Linked DNA regions of Sus scrofa: region 1 is linked to region 2. A link is a contact called in public promoter capture Hi-C data. All regions are on one chromosome and are shown on one strand. The core of a region is the stretch at or near the end of the contact, and the rest is flanking DNA. Distances in the headings are between cores, read along the strand shown.

Region 1 (2,700 bases), core at 172-2,671, 55 kb after region 2:
AGTGGTCCAAAAGTTCAATTCTTTGCACTGTCTATCAAGGTAGCCATTAGCCACATGTGGCTATTAAGCACTTGAAATATGGTTACAATGAACAGAGTTTTAAATTTTAATTAATTTAAATCGTTACATGTAGCTAGCGTCCACTGTATTGGATAGTATAACTCTAAACCATGACTCTTCTCGAATTAAAAACTGGTAAAATAACTCTTGAAATGTGATAACAAAGAATACCTAGAAAGGGACAATAAGAATTATTTATAAGAAGTATAGGTATATTTTGTGAAGACCTGCGTAAATACAGACAGGACAATTTGAGAACCGTCACAACTATAAGAATTTTTTTAAAAAAATAATCAAAAGACAGATTTTTACACTGTAGTCAACAACGTGAACAAAATCAAAACCAAACCAAAACAACTTATCAGGTCAGACCTTAATAGGTCTTAAGACTAAGGGTAAAGGTGAAAAACAAAACATCTGGGTATATTAGCATGTCTTCCTGGTTTTGCATGAATTGACGCTTAACTACAAAGACCCAGGGGTCTCCTGCGAATGTACCCCAACTCCTACATTCTTGAAGTAGTGGGGAGGCAGCCTTGAGGTTAAAGAACATTCAGAGCTTTTGTGCAGACTCATTGCGGTGGGTGGGCAGGACCCTCAACATTGTTCGGACCTTGCTCGGAAATGAGAAGCAATAAGCAGAGCTCACTTTGGGGGAATACTAAATGTTTTTCCTCTTTTTTATTGAGGAGGAAGCTAAGAAGGTGGTTGGGGGTAGGGGGGCGGCGGAGGAGACCCAGAGCTGCAATAAATGGTCTGGGAACTGATTAACCAGTGTTCGGCCTTGACCGCCCCCCACTCCGCTTCCAGAGGCAAAGAGAGAGGGAGTGACTTGAGGCTGGACAGCGGAATAAACAACTATCTGCGAGAGACCCAACCAAGGAGACGCCGGCCCCCACCCTCATCTCTTACAAATGGGGGGCGGGGAGAGGACGAAAGTGGGCCTCTCCCTGACCGTAGTGCTAAGTGAGGAGTACCAAAAGACTCTGGAAGGGGCCAACAGGCTGACGCCGCCACTGGTCGAGGCCAGCGGCGGAGCGGACGGGCCTGATGGGGTCACGCTGCGGGGCGAGGGCGGCGAGGCCGGGCTCTCGGGGCCTGGAAGCAGAGAGTGAGGCCCATCAGGCAGGCCTTAAGGGAGCAGGACCTGAGCCCAGAGGGCCCGGGAGCCGGCCGAGTGACTCCAGGCGAGAAGCAAAGGACCCGGAGCCCGGGAAGCGCGCGTCTCCAGCTGCCACATCCCAGGGGGCGGACTGAAACTAACCTGCACTTGGGGCGTCCATCGCCGGAGACCATATTATCCCTGCGGGGAGGGGGCCCGCGGGGTAAGGAGGGGGAGGCCGGGCGGGGAAAAAGGGGAGGAAGGCAGGCGGACCCGCAAGGGAAGAAGGAAAAGAGCAGTCTCGCGCAAACACCGCGAGAGCCGCAGAGTCGACCCCAGGTCTAGGTCTGAGCTCGCGGGATTTGCCGCCCAACTCTCGCGAGATCATCGGACGTGGAGACAAAGAAAGAGAAGGGGCGGAGCCAGCGAGAAGGCGATTTTTTGCGCCTGCGTCCCTGTTCTCGCGATCGGACGCTAAGGCTGGAGCGGCTGTATCTTCCACGGCACTAGCTTGGCCCTCCTAGCGATCCGTTACTAAGTTGCGGCTTCAAATATCTAATTGAGGTTGTGAGATCCAGCGGTGCAAGGGCTCCAGCGGGATATCCAGCGGTGTGGGGGAGGGAGGAGTCAGAATTGCTACTCCTAGGAAAAACAGCCTAAGGCGAACCCCTTTCACCAGAAGATAGTCTCAGGCTAAACCTGTCGTATGTGTGGCCTGCACGCGTGTTCTTGGAGAGGGTGACCGGACTGATCTGGCATGTAGGAAGCGCTCTAATTGTTGAATGAATTTTCCTTTCACCCCTGTAGCTTCATTCTCTCCTTTTCCACACACTCCTTCCCATGGGCAGTTAATCATGCTAAAGTCTCCATCCCGCCTCCGCCTCCGCTCCTCTAGTACCTGCGTTCTCTGCCGCCTTATCTCCTGTTGGCAGCCAGCTTTCCAGAGAGCGCTGGTTGCGCTCTCCCTTCCCCTCCCACTCCTTATCCCTCTCCAGTCTGCTTTCCACCCGCTAGAAACACCTCTGGTCAAGGACAGCCATAACCCCATTCGCTAATCACACGTTTCTCAATCCTTATTCTCCTTGATCTCTGCCCTTGTTGAGAAATATTCTTCCATCAGTTTTTGTGACCTCAGATGCTACTTGTTTTTCTTCCTATCCTTAAGGGTGCTCCGTCTCAGTCTCATTTGCAGGCCCCTCTTCCTCTGCCCAGCCATTCAATGTACTGGTATTAAATATATCCCAGGGCTCTGGCCTTGCACTGTTTTCCCGGCGCATCTCACTCTCTCCTTTGGCTTCAGTTATTAGTTATATGTTCTTATTTACCAGTCTACCTCCAACCCAAACACATCTCCTAAGCCCAGAGGTGTCCCTGAAACCCAAACACATCCCCTAAGCCCATAGTTGTATATTCTAGTACCTATTGGATGACTCCATATCTCACAGGCACCCCAGACTCAAAATCTCCAAAACAGAAGTCATCATTTTCCCCTTAAAACCCTTTACTCCTTTAGTATTGCCTGTATCAATGAATGGCAC
Region 2 (2,700 bases), core at 85-2,584:
AGTTGTGCTGCCTAAGTGTATTTTACCACCATTTTTTTTTTTTTAAATGGAGGGATAAAAGTTCTATGCTGGGAGAAAGTAAACATATTTTAGCTCTATTTCTTAGCCTCTGAAACTTTGGACTATTCATATCTCCTCTAAAAGGGAGTTGGGGGCGCAATGTGTTAAGGATCCTCTGTTGCTGCAGCTGTGGCTTGGATTCTATCCCTGAGAAATTGTTTGTGGCCAAAAAAGAAAAAAAAAAAAAAAAAAAGAAGGGGGTTGGAATTGGAGTAGATCATCCCTAAAAATCTCTTTTAGTGCTAATATTATATGTTTCTAAAGATCTTTCTTTTTGAACTTAAATTTGCCTTTTTTCTGTGTATACAAGGACTTCAAATTATGGTACGAATGGCATAGATCAAGTCAGTTCCTGTAAAAAGTAAATACGTAGAAAGTAATGTGGTTATCAGCAAAGTCTGTCTTAACCAAATGTCTTTTGTACGGGTGGAGGGGACCAGCAAGGGACCTCAAATACTATAGGCAGCAGATCTATATTTCCTGCCAACAGTGTTTGACCTGGCTTCAGAGAAAGCACCCTGAAAGCAATTTTTTTCCAATTCTAGGCCTTATGCCAGAATTTCAAAACCTTTGTCCTACAACTCCGAGGGGGCCGGACCTTAAACTGCACTTTGTGTAAGGTATACCAGCCAAGAAACAGGAGTCATTCTTGATTCTTTCTCCCTCACTCTCAAAATGTTACAACATCCAGTAAATTCTCCCTAAGCTTAACAATGGGTGCTCTGAGTATCTTCCTGCTGGGTGAGACGAGAGTGGTGGGCTAGTGTGCTGCAGAGGGGTTGCTGATCCAAGAGGCAGGAAAATAAGGGAGGGGGAGGGCGCAAGTCAGGTGCAGAGCGTTATTATGTTAGTGAGGTCCAGTGGAGCCCTAAGAAATTGTTCGCACCAGACACCTGGCCGCAAGTGCCAGGCGCCACACCTGCCCTCTGCCAGGGTCTCCACACAGGTCTCGGCAGGGTTGGACCAGATGGCTTCTTGGGTGCCACTCCTCAATTCTGGGATCTCAGGCCAGTCTTTGGATTACGGGTGCGGTCCAGAGAGGTGACTGACTGGCGCATCACGCACGCAGAATGTCTGAGGAGAAGCAGGGACTGGAAGACCCCAAGGCTCACGACTCCTGGCCCCAGACTTGTAGCGAGCCTCCCTGCTCTCCGGGTTGCCCCCCCCGGAGGGGGGGTTCGCGTCTCCTTTCCCCACCCGGCTCACCCGCAACGACCCGAGGTCCTCAGGTGGATCCGTTCTCCGGTAGCCTCGACCCTGGCTGCTGTCTCGCGCTCTGGCTGGGAGGTCGCGCCGTACCAGCCGCCCCTCGGTCAGCCCCTCCTCCGAGCCCGCGAGTCCTGACTTCTGATTGGCTCCTGGATACCCCCTGCCGCCAATCAGCACAGACTCCTGGAAAGACTAAGCTCTACCAGGCCTACCCAACCCGCCCTGCCCCTGGCCTGCCTAGGAAGCTGCGAACAGAAATTCTGAGACTGGGCTTCTGATGGGCTTTCTGCAATCCTGACCCGCCTTCTCTCGGTGGTCACTCCAGTCAGAACCCTGCTACTTCTCTATAAAACTGGACTTCTGGTTTCTGATTGGTTGTTCGAGATTCCGCCCCACCCCTTGGCAGGCTTTAGCAGGCTTTCAGCTCTTGAGTGGCACCTCGCAGTTCTTCCCGGTCCACGTAGCTGTGGAGGCTTCGTGGACTGCTTCTCTTAGATTTCCAGGTGTGTGGGTAGAATTCACATCCTCGTTTTTCTTTCCTAGCCCTCCCTCCCCTTCCTGCTGGAAACACGTATCCCAGAGGCTTTGCAAGCATGGCCCAAACCCATTCAGTCCCCTGGAAGTGTAAGGGTTCTGCGCAGAGGACCTGGGAGTTGGGCCTGGCAGCGTTCTGCACAGGACCTAGCTCTCCCAGGTTACAAGAATGTTAGGACATCAAATTGTCTTATTCATCGGACAGGTCCACACGTTCCTTGTACTGATGGGGAAAGTGAAGTCTAGATGGCACAGAGCCTCAAGGAGACCTGGTCACTCAGGTGCTAGTTTAAGCTTCAGCACAGTACCACGTTTTCTACTCTCTTCTCAAGCCATTAAACTGAATATATTACCTGTAAAGGGAGTGGGAAAGCCACCCTAAAAGGTTCCCCTGGGCCGGGGCATGGGGGGAGGGTTTCAGGTCTGATGTGGTGAGTGATTCATTTACAGAGAAATTGAACTGATAATTGGGTCACAATCCTTATTTAGGTAGATCAATTAGTGGATTCTCCTGCAGGAAAGAGCAGAAACCACATGATTATCAAGAGGCTGCTTTAGGAATTGCAATAACCTGCTAGTTGGTGACCTTAATTGTCAAGGGCACTGGGCTCTGATGGCCAGTCTGTTACATGTCTACAGGCAAACAAAACCTCTCTGATAATACAGAGCACTCTCTCTACTGGAGGACATCACTCACGCCTGCAACTTAGTCTGTTTTTTTCTTTTAAGGGCCGCACCTGCTGCATATAGAAGTTCCCAGGCTAGGGGCCAAGTGGGTGCTGCAGCTGCAGGCCTACACCACAGCAACACCGGATGGAGCCACATCTGCAACACAGGATCCTTAACTCACTGACCAAGGCCAGGGATCCAATTTGCATCCTCATGGACACTGTGCTG

What was found. Promoter capture Hi-C pulls out the DNA fragments that hold promoters and counts their contacts.
Region 1: a contact with region 2 is called in a promoter capture Hi-C map of fetal liver, with 2.0 times the contacts expected there. The contact joins the promoter of IREB2 here to the promoter of HYKK in region 2. A contact is called at or near these places in 1 of 5 promoter capture datasets (fetal liver), 4 of 47 Hi-C or Micro-C datasets (embryonic fibroblasts, epiblast stem cells, liver and 1 more) and 1 of 2 datasets of contacts at active chromatin or transcription factors (alveolar macrophages).

Annotation. Positions count from the first base shown.
Region 1 is chr7:47,527,778-47,530,477 of Sscrofa11.1, forward strand. IREB2 (iron-responsive element binding protein 2) reads right to left here and starts at 1,422. Exons shown (of 23, transcript NM_001167781.1): 1 at 1,325-1,422. The coding sequence starts at 1,343.
Region 2 is chr7:47,473,311-47,476,010 of Sscrofa11.1, forward strand. HYKK (hydroxylysine kinase) reads right to left here and starts at 1,335. Exons shown (of 6, transcript NM_001243547.1): 1 at 1,267-1,335.